2 separate regions of the Anas platyrhynchos genome follow, and region 1 is linked to region 2. A link is a contact called in public Hi-C data. All regions are on one chromosome and are shown on one strand. The core of a region is the stretch at or near the end of the contact, and the rest is flanking DNA. Distances in the headings are between cores, read along the strand shown.

Region 1 (5,803 bases), core at 1,649-4,148, 65 kb after region 2:
GATAAAAATGGTGTTCTATCCCTAAAAAAGCACTATTCCAAGCCATATACAGATACATGCAGAAATCACTGCCCAAATCATTCCACAGAAACTTTGTAAAGGGGAATTTTTGTTATGCCAAGCTTTGTCAAATTGGTCATTAAGACCAAAAGACAACAATGAATTTTCATGAACAGCTCCCAGGCAGGTGACATTGCAATTATTTATTCTAAGCCTGGACTTGCCCAGATTACATCACTGTATGATTGAAGTCTTTCACAAAAGAGCCTTTGAGCCTCTGTGTTTGCCGTAAGGATATCACCTAGCATGTATAGCCATGCACATATCAGTCTTGGGAGACTTCTATACTTGCAGGTAGGGCAGGGGAGAGCAGAGCCCTTGAAGAGCCCCTGAAGTCTTGAACAGCTTTCCAGGTGTAGGACCAGGCCTGTGCTTCGTAGTTCTTGACCACACGAAGATTTCAGTCCATAGTACATTTCACAGGAATAAGAAGCAATGCCACCCTAATTCTAGCTGATAAAACAGCCAGCAGTGTTAGCATGGGGTTACTGTCTCCCTATTATGTGAAGCCACAAATTTGAAACACTTAAAATACCCAATCCTGTAACTTCTGCTCGCTCATCCTTGATAACCCTTCATTTTGTTCCATCCTTGATAATCAGTACTAATAAATAAAACTAGCACAATTACTCAACTCACAATTACACTCACCTTATAGCACCTGTATTTGTAAAGCACAACCAGGAGTATGGTCATGACAATGATGACACTGATCATGATAGCAGCATTGAGAATTGAATTCAGGGCCCGTTGTCCAATCGTCTCTGTCTCTTCTGTGAAGGGAGTGTAGATGCTACAACAACAAAAAGTCAACTGAAATGCCTCTGCAGAGTCCACAAATGTTTGTGATATGCAAGGCCAACATGAAATGAAATTGCAATAATCTTTCAATTCAGAGTGACAGCTATTTTCTACTTAGCCAAAACCTGAAAGGCAGCACAGTATTGTATCAGACAAACTTTAATAAAAAAACATTATTCTTCCTTAGAAGAATAGAAGACCTGCATTTCCTATATTCTTAGATTACAACTAATTTCCACTTTGTAAAACAAACAACTAAGAAATCTAGGTTGTTTGATGAATTTGCTCACGTGCTATGACTCATTAGACTATTACTGCAGCTAGACCTTTATAAGCACACCATCTAGTGGATTTACAATGAAGTGTCCCCCAGTGATTCCAACAAAAACACTGCATGAGCTCAACTCTTTCTTACATCAATAAAACAAGGTGGGGAGGAAAAAAGCACTTCATTACATGACAGGACAAAAAGAAAATACTTACCATAAATAAAATCCCAAGAAAAAATATTTTTGATCAACAATTTTGTTTCATCAAAACACAAAGTTCCTTTTCACTACCATTTTATGACATTCTTACGTTACACAAATATTTCAAAGCCAAACACACTTTGAATCATTTTGTCTAAATGTTTTTATGGGGCTACATTTAGACTGATTTGCTTCAGGTTCTGACAGGCTCAGTGTTCTTTCTGTCTCCTTTCTCCTGAAACAGCTTTCACTGAAATTGTTATTTTTTGGCAATATTAGTATCAATATTTTGATTGAGTTTATTTTGCAAATACCAGAGAGCACAAAGTGTTAAAAAGAGGATCAGGATTTGAATCAAGTAGTTACAAGTAAGATGTCATCCAGACTGGTTGACAGATATAAAACAAATGTGAGTAGTACCATGATAGAGTTTGGTTTCTGGAAGGAATAAAATAAAGCTATCTCTAGGTTGGTGAAGAGGAAAAGGGAGATGAGGAAGTTCACTGTTTCAATTAAAATCCTGAAGAAATTGAGATTAAAGAAAATGATCTAAGTGGGTCCATTAAAAAGACAGGGGAAAAAATTGATACATACAGCTGTCCATCCTTGCGTGTGTAAAAGCTGACAGACTTGATGGTTGCAACAACGACCACCATGCAAAGTGTGACAGGTACAAACAACATAATCACATGTTTTGCCCCATATTTCAGTGTCAGCTCCTCATCTTCTTCTTCATCTTCCACCACCTGCTGAATGTTGTTCTGTGGCTGCCCATTGGTTTCAGACCCAGGATTGTCATTTCTTCTGCGCTCACTGTTATCATGACGCCGTCTTTCACTGTTATCATTCTGCAATATATAAAACACTTCCATCAGAAACTATCCATAATCATATTAATGTGTATTAAGATGGTCTTGAGGGGGGCAAGTGTAAGGTAATATTTACTGTCAAAAACATTTTTCACATTGAGGACATAAACAGGAATCATTAAGTGTTTCACATAGTTACCACAAGAATAAAAGCACAGGGTTATATTAGAAGCACTTATACTAAAACAGCAGCAGGCTGTTAGATGCAACCAACATTGCTATGCCATCTTTTCTACAAACAGAAGAAAAAGCTAAGTAAAAAAAGACAACTTACTCTCTTTGTCCAAACTACAGTTGATACAAGGGTGCATGACAGTAGATTACTCATAGCTTAACAACAATTAACTGTCTACTTCCAGAAGTAATGCCAGAGACATTTATTAGACTAATTCCATGAAAATCCAAAGAAAATTTCTATTTTCCTTACCATGTTACTCCCGCTACAGTACACTAACTAGAATATATAATAAAATTGAGTTTCACAAAGCATTGTTTACACATTTTTAGCAAGAATGACACAGAAACAGTGATCAAACTCAGATAATTCTTGCTCATTACACTGAGATTTGATCGCAAAGTTTTACTGTGATGAGTTAAGTGTGCAGATTCCTTTTCTCCTCTCCCAAGGATGCTAGAGCCACGTCCTTTTGCTGACATTGAAGAAATTCCACCACCCCTGTCAAAAAATGTAAGAGCCTCCTGGCCTTCCTGATACTGCTGAGTGAAACATCAAGGCTATAATACAAACACAAGGACAGAGGTAGATTTTCCATATCTCCCTCAAAAGAATTATGACTAACCACAAGCAAAAATGATCTACGAACTCAGCTTTTACAAAATTCTGAGCTGAAATACTGTCTGTGAGTGAATGATCAAGCCTACATTCTGTAACGGGGGCATTTAACATTTTATGTTGTGTGCACATACAGAGAACACAGCAGCAGAGTAAGCTACGTTTCACCTATTCTAGACCACATAGCAACAGAATTCTTTTACGTTTCTCAGTCACTCTAAACAAGCCATAAAATGCAAAAGCTTATACAGATTAGTCTTTTTTTCCCCACTCTATTATCATGTTTAAGTCGATGCTGTACTGTTCCCTTCACTCCACCCAAGAGGGTCAACATAAATGAGACGTAATATAAAGACTTCTGATTCCTTGCAAAATAAACCTTACAACTTCAGAATTACTTCATTTACAAACAGTTCAGTTTGAGTAAGTGCACTCAAGCAGCTTACTACTGAAAAGTACAATAAACTGAGGGGAGATATCTTTTGTAATGCCTTCAAATATCATTTAGTAAAATTGCGTTAGACATTGGAAAAGACATTAAAAATAACCAAATGTATTTCTACTTGAGAACTGTTACACAGGTAATTTTTCCTCCTTAAACATGCTATGTTAAAGTCCCATTACCTGTTCTTAACAGCATTTCCAAACATAACTGCTAGCCTGTGTCCAATTAACTCAATTGAAGTTTTTTTGATAAATTCATAGTCATTTTGGAGATTCTTTTTATAGAATTGTCTCAGCCCCACCCTCAGAAAAGATAAGACGTTAAACACACAGTCAGGAACTCATAGTTTCAAAAGCACTTAAGTGATTAAGGAGTACAAGTCCCTGGACTTCGAACTGCAAACACTGACACTGCTAAAATCCTGGTTGATGCTTTACAGCTTCCCTAACTCATGAAAAAGCTACTTTCACAGAACTTTACACACTAGCAATACATACCAAACGCTTTACCTGTTTACTTCTTTCTTTGTTGTATCCTCAGGATCAGGCTCAGTAGGGTTTCAAGAACTGCCCTCTAAGAAAATTTGTTGGTTTTTTTTTGTTTTTTTTTGTTTTTTTTTTTTTACTTTTCAAAGAGGAAACTGAGTATAAGGGGAAGGAAAAAAAAATCTAAAATTGTCTTAAGCAAATAAGAATAGCAAGCAACCAGATTTTTAGTATTCAATTTTAGCCTTAAATGGAATTTAATATGACAAATTTAATGCATGACCTAAGAAAGATTTCAGATTCGAGATTATTTCTTACTAAATCTAAGATTCATTATAAACTACTTGGTATATTTCGTATAAAATCTTCACATACAATTACTGAAAGCCAGATAGAAACAGGAATATTGGAGAATGCAGTGTTCTGAAACTTTAATCATTCTGTAAAGGCTGTGTGCATCTTTGTGAACTTCTTTCTGTACAGATTATAGCTCAAATTTAACATTTTTTCACTTTCTTAGTGAAAGAGCTCCATTTCTCTCAGCTTACAAGACAACAATAAGCTTATCTATCTAAATAAACTGCCTAAGATGACCATAAGTAATATTACACAAGATGAGAGTCTTAGAACAGTTCACAAGTAAAGCAGACCTAGTACGTAGGTTTCTGCACACTTGTGGAATGTTTTGCTCTTTCTCTGCTGTAAAAGCAGTTCTGCATGAGGGAGCACTTACCCCTCTCACCCACAGAAATACAAAAACTAAAATCTAAATCTACAATTTTGCAGTGAAAATATAAAAACAGGAAAGGAAAAGCCTGATTAGCTAAGCACATCACTACAGACAAACTGCAAAATTTAACACAAAGAAAACCTGAAGAAATTAGACCAATGCGTGCCACTCTGTTTCCTGCACCAGTTAGGAACAAAGACACAATCACAAAATGTCTTTACACAATTAAAGCACAGTGCAAGAAAATCAGAACAGCATCAAGAAATACTGTAAGATGTTATAAGAATTAATCTCTCGCTCAAAAATAGAAAAAGGTTGTACCATCAGTCTAGTGAACTGAAGTGTAGCTAAATGTGACATGCATGTGCCCCTCTGCTTAAAAGAACAAAGTACACTCATATCCTACCTGATCAGTATTAAAGAGAGCAGAGGCCATGGACTCTTGCTGAAGTGGAAGCAAAGGAACAGACTCTTCACTTTCCTCAGACATAGTTAAAAGTGAAAATTCTGAAGCTAAAAAGTCAGTAACACCTGTTGTAACACCGTAAGCAAACGTAAGTTATGAACTACGCGCTTTCAGGTGAATAAGCAACATCAAAAGCAACTGATAGGTTTCTTTCCTATCAGGAAAATAGTTAATAGCAAACCCAGAGCAAAGCCCCTGAATCAACAGATAAAAAACCCAGCGTATTTGATAAAATATTTTTACCTAATGAATGCAAATTGATGTATTATTTAGCAGACCCTGACAGTGGGCATAGGCTTCTTCATCAGTTCTCACATACACCATTTATGTTTAAAGGCTGTTATACAGTGACAGGGCACTGAAGACTGGGCTGAACTCTTGGTATGTAACCAGAAGAGACTGCAAACCATACCAGTGATTAGTGATTTCTCATGCTGAGTGCTAGCTGACAGAAGCTAGGTATTACCTAAGCAGGAAAGAACCTTCATACCTCTGTACAAAAACAGCGGACATATGTAGGGCAGAAGAATCATTACACCTAAGTATTGAAGCTAGACCTAGAATTACACTTGAAAGAAAAAGCAATAGTACAATCTGTCAGTGAGAAGTAAATAAAACAGTCTGCCCCCCATTGCTGGGAAGTAGCTCCGGTAAGCTTTCTTCAAGGACAGTGAGCCTGGAGCT
Region 2 (5,604 bases), core at 1,777-4,276:
CTCCACTACCTCTCAAGTTCCTGCCTTGGTCTGCTTTCATCACTCCTGGACTGAGTTTCAGGCAGCCAATTCATATTCTCACCCTACCAGAAACTCCACAGCAGATGTTCATCTCCTGAAGATACTCCTCTACTGCTAACGATGCACATACTGTACCAGAACTGAATACCATTTAACATAAAATAAGATATTCCCTTTGGAAAGGGAACTACTACTTCAAGTACAAACCACTTAGATTGGTATGGTTATTGGGCTCAAAACAAATTCGTCAATTAAGATTTTTCAGAGGTGCCCAAGGGGCTAAAAAAGTCCACACATCTCTATTCTGCCTCCTGTAAAGCAAGCATACAGCATTAGAAAGGCTGCATCAACTGGATGGACTCACCTACAGCTTGCTTCAATTGCCAGCCAAGACATCTTCTCCGACACGTGTTTCAAGTCCTTTGTAAGACAAGGTCAACCATAAGGATAGGGCCATCATCACAGGCAAGTCATAAGCTAGTAGCAGTTTGCTAGGGAGCACTTGTTTTGCCTTTGATCTTTTTTACTTCTAATACCTCGCTGTATATTGTAAGTATTTTGTCTGTCACATCCTTGCGCTCATCACAGTATAAAGGCAATTTTCTGTGTCATATGGGGCCTATGCCAAAACGAGAAGAGCTTTTGAAGAACTCTGAGGCTTTTCCACGGCACACTGGAATTTTGGCCAATGTTTCAATGGCCCTAATCCATCATGCTCCTTTTCCTTTGTTATTTATCTTGATTAACCAAACAAAAATTTCCAGAACATTTTTTTTACCTCTCTAAACTAATTCCAGAGAAAATGCAATAATTATCTAGCCAAAAGCTATGAAGAAACTGTCCCCTAAAAGTTAGGTTACCAGGACCACTCACAATCACCTAAGCAAAGCTTAGCCAGCCAGCACCCTCCACCATCATTTTCATTGGCAAGAATCAAAAGCAAAGCACCACCTGCTAGCACCAGTGCCAGAGGAAAGCCCCCACATCCTCCAGTAGGAAACTAGGTGGAGAGCAGAAGAGAGCAGCTGCCTTCCTGTGCTTTCTAAAGTCTCCTCGTTACCTCTTCATCTGAGAGCTCCGTGCTCCACTGTGGCTCCAGGCTTGTGGTGCATAGATGTAAGAAGTCCTTTATACACAGAACAAAGGATTTAAAGCACTTACAGAAAGTAGCTATGGGCTATCGTATTCAGAAATGCTCCCAGTTTTTCAGGTGCCCTCTGGCCCATAACAGAACACTCACAGGCCTCCACAATACACACCAGGTACACAGTGAGATATGCAGTTGAGGCTCTGGTTACCTGTCTGGATGCCCATAAGAGCCAAGTAAAGCCAACTGCAAAGCTATGTAAGCAAGGGACAAAGGTGAAATGGTTCAGTAAAGGGATTTGAAAACGCTAGAGATGGAATAGATTCCAGGATTCATCCCTTTTGAAGAGCAAGGACACTCAAAATGTAGAAATGACATGAAATTATACTGGCTCAAACCTACTCCTCTTTTTTTTGTAAGCTCCAGTTGAAGAGAACAAAAATCTCAGAATCTGTTTCCTACATCCTATATGGGTAGCACATTAACTCTAGCAGACTATCTTCCACAATCAGATGCTAGAAAGAAAATGTAATTGATCTGTGAAATGAACATAAGACATACCAAGCCCTTTTGCACATAAAAACGCTTGTTATAGTGTTAACATCACTATCCTTTGTCTTGGGCTTTCTCTAAGAAGTGAAACATTTCCTTGGAGAGCACCATGCTGGAGGATGGTAGTGGGAGGGTCATTCTTTTTCCTGGCTCCAAAAGCACCTCAGGAAGAAGTTAGAGCCCACAAATGGAAAGGAAACCTTACCGTTTTGTCTGGGGACAAGTCTGACGGCCACATGTCCGGTTATTGTCTGGTTGTGGTTTATTCCTGCACATATAGTCTGGATAAATTTCATTGTCAATGGTACAAAACACCAAACGGGACTGGAATCCTAAAGGAGAAACAAGAGAGTATCCTGACCTGTGTTTGAAATGCAGTGGTGTTGCCAAGACAAGATCCTAAAGTAGTACAGAATTCACACCTGCACCCATCAACCTGTAAAAAAATCAGGTGCAGCTCTTGGCCTGTCACTAGATGTATGAATGATGCCTACCCACAATATCTCAGTCCACAGGAAATGCAGAAGAGACAAAATAGTTCTGTGCAGCTTAGGGGCCTTTCCCTGTTATTTGAGTGGATTGTGACTCACAAGAGAAGTGCCACATCCATACATTGCTTATCAAGGAATGCTGCTTGGTGTGTGCAGCATGCAGCGGCAGATCTGTGGACCTCCTGTTAGACCCAGAAGATCAATCTTGTAAAGAGCAGACACCGGAGAAAAACTTCAAACTCTTCACGCTTTCTACAGGATGAGAGCACCCAGCAAAGACAACATCAACTCCTACAACCACAGCATGGCAAAAGTTACTGAAATGACCATCAGCACGGAAGACCAGAAGAAAGAGAGCAGCTCTACAGTCTAGTTAGCTGGAGATTTTGGCTTGATTGTTGTTTTTGTTTGTTTGTTGATTTGTTTTTTAGCTTAAAAGCTTGGCTTACAGAAGAAGCTGCAAACTGAACATGTTGTGACACCCCAGGAGATCCAACAATCTATCCCCTCAGAGAGAGGGAATCTTTCAGGCTATGACAGAGGTATAGAGCTATGATGAAACTTGGTTTTGTAGGCCAGGTCATTTTGGAGAGGACCTCTCAAGTGGTTGAAAAGGCCTGAAAAGGACGTGGAGAAGTGAAGCTGAACAAAACAAAACAAAGGTAACTCATGAAGAGTCTTAACAGATCCTAGTAACCAGTCTGAGGACTAAGATGTGAGATAAGACAGGACAATGCAAGGTGCACAGTCCTCTTGTGATTCCACATGCAACTCTCCCTTGACAAAACCTTAATGGCCCCCTGTAGAGATCTGTGCTGTCTTCCAGCAGGAAACCGCTGAGAAGCAGCTGCAGAGGGCAGCACACAGTCACACAGTGTCTTCAGGGCGTGGATATAAACCCCGAACCAAGCTGACAGCGACCAGGTGCTGTCCCCTTACCTCCTCCACACTCAGAGCTGCACTCACTCCATGAACTGTAACTCCAGCTGTAACCCGAGGTCTGTCCTTGCACGGGCAGGTAGTATTCATACTGCACCCCTGGGTTTGGCTCCTGACTGATGAGCTATGAAAGCATGGGATAAAGTCAAAGAAACAGCAGCAGCACTTTTACCCTTCACAGCATTTCCCCATCGTTCCTGAGGGCTCAAGCTGACTTGCTTCCCTCCAGTACAGGGAGTACTTGTTCTCTAGACTGTATTTTCTCCTTGCCTTCTGTGATGCTCTAGGGAGCATCATGTTTCAGAGAAGAGTGCATTTATTTCTCTCATAGGCAGAAGATCTACATGCTCTGTAACAGTAATACCCTGACCCTACAGCACATGTGCCTACAGCACACCATAACATGCAGCGCCCTAAAGCCTATCCCTCCCCCAACCCCATTCTGTGCTGACTCTTCTCTTAAAGTCAGAACCCAAGGGAACAGGCAAGAGGCCAACACCAAGCCTTGCACGTCTCCTTACTGGGCAACAGAACAAGAGCAGAACACTGTGTGATTTCTACAAGAAAAACACCTAGCTTAAGGGTCTACAGCTCTGCAAGACTCCTGGGGGCCCAGTTACTCTTCTGTAGTCTTTCCCATGTAGTCCCCACCAATGCACAGCCAGGGCACAAAGCAAGGGCTGCTACGCAAAGCAAGAGAGCGAGTACCAGTGGGGACAGGCACAGCCACTTACCTCAATGATTAAGGGTTCTGTGGTAGGGCCCCTGGCATGGAGGAGCTCTGGGGCCAGATCACCTTCTGAGCCACGGTCGTAGTGCATAACTGTGCTGGCTATGTGCAGAGCTCGGCTGAAGTCAATCGTCCAATGCCCATTCAGATAATATTCCCCTCTCACGTTCTTGACAGCTGGACAAACCCACATACCAGAGAAGAAAAAGAAGTAAATTAACACACCTATAACTTGAATCCTGGTTCTAGATTCTGCAAGACAGTGCCTGCTCTAGACTTTCAGGGTACTGGCAACCCGCAGAGCTCTCAGCTCCACCATTTGAGCCCCAGCTCCTTTGCAACAGTATTGCAATCCTCTAAAGTGTGGTGACAGTCTAATATGTCAGCATCTACCAACACAGCAAAAATTCATATATCAAGAGGACTATAAGAATTCAACAAGTGTGCTTCTGTTTTTACTTAATATTGAATCACACACACAGCAAATAAAGGTTAACATCAAGCCCTCTAGTGCTTTCTTGCCAGAAGCAGCTCCATGTTCAGACAATTCTTGCTAGCTCTGCTGCAGAGAAAGCAGTCTCTTGCTGCACAGCCAAATCCCTTCAGCATATTCCTGTCCTGTCTCTACCTTTACCATTTAGTCACTGAAAATGAGGTAAACCTGAAGCTCAGAGTTGAGCATCACTGTAACATCAAAGATACTCAATATTCAGATCATGATTTTTGAAGTATTTTTTCCTCTGCTGTATCAAGCTCTCAAGGCCCAAAGCCCATTGTACCTGAAAACCAAATTTTAATGCAGTCTGAAGTCCAAACAGACTGAAACACAGGTTCTGATATCAGACTTACCCAAAAAGTTCCTGCTGGGCATAACCTCCTTAATTTGGATGCTGGTGGCTCCCACAGGAATGATAAAGATTTGATTGTACCCTGAAGAAAAATGAAAGGGATTATTCAATATCTATCTGCGGATATCAAAAAGTTACACTTCTGTGCCAATAATTCTCCAAGTTTCATTAGTGCCTGAACAACTGGATGAGCTTTATGGTGGTGGCTTGAAGCATTTCAGCTGCCATTTTGTCTGCATTCTGAATAGTTTCACCAAAAAGTCTCAAGAGGCCAGTTCATGTGCATAAAGTTGCAACTTCACCTCAGAAAAGTAATCACAGGGGCTAGTGCAAAGTCTTTTTTTTTTATATATTAAATCCTTTAGCATTTCATCAAGTTCTATATTGGAGCTCATCCCAGAGAGATTTGAGCACGGTGCAGTTGTTGTCTTGAAATGACTCAAAATTGGCCAAATGCAGAAGATGCAGTTCCATTTCTAGCCTTGCTGAAATTCCAGTGGGACTGTCAAGGCACTGGGTAGGGGGGTAGTCTTATGAAGGAGATATATAGAAATATTCATATGTACATTTATAGCACCTGCTGGAACAGGGAAAGACACCGGCAGCATGGCAAGTACATTAGGCTGTACTGAGACTAAGGAAGTGATTCCCAGGGTGAGGCAATCAATGCGTTCTCTGATGGTAGAACAGCTGAAGAGCCACGTGCCATACTAACATTTCAAGTGAACACTCAAGCTTGCCGATATCAATAATGTGAGCAGGTGTTCCCACCAGCCCTTGCAGCAGCTTCGGTTTAGGTTTAACTCTTCCCTTGTCACCTGCCTGAACTACCCAGATTATTTGTACCTTTGGGAAGGTTGGGCACATCAAAAGTGCCCTTCACACCATAGCAGGTGCTGCCATCTCCTCCACACTGCAGGCACTTGTCCTCCTTCT

Evidence for each region. A called contact is a pair of places that touch in the nucleus more often than the background predicts.
Region 1: a contact with region 2 is called in a Hi-C map of skeletal muscle, with 4 times the contacts expected there. The contact joins two enhancer-like sites. A contact is called at or near these places in 4 of 8 Hi-C or Micro-C datasets (F1 follicle, F5 follicle, liver and 1 more).

Annotation. Positions count from the first base shown.
Region 1 is chr5:35,327,328-35,333,130 of IASCAAS_PekinDuck_T2T, forward strand. It overlaps PSEN1 (presenilin 1), which reads right to left. Exons shown (of 11, transcript XM_038179140.2): 3 at 1,926-2,179; 4 at 712-853. Among named protein-coding and RNA genes, the nearest start is that of PSEN1, 6.7 kb to the right of the region's middle. Within about 2 kb of position 2,899, at least 2 of the 8 cell types and tissues checked have an H3K27ac peak or open chromatin away from gene starts, as enhancers often do. A contact at or near this core is called in F1 follicle, where this site is marked.
Region 2 is chr5:35,262,490-35,268,093 of IASCAAS_PekinDuck_T2T, forward strand. It overlaps PAPLN (papilin, proteoglycan like sulfated glycoprotein), which reads right to left. Exons shown (of 29, transcript XM_027459177.3): 7 at 5,515-5,604; 8 at 4,670-4,750; 9 at 3,825-3,997; 10 at 3,091-3,214; 11 at 1,866-1,992; 12 at 1,082-1,147. Among named protein-coding and RNA genes, the nearest start is that of PAPLN, 39 kb to the right of the region's middle. Within about 2 kb of position 3,027, at least 4 of the 8 cell types and tissues checked have an H3K27ac peak or open chromatin away from gene starts, as enhancers often do. A contact at or near this core is called in F1 follicle, where this site is marked.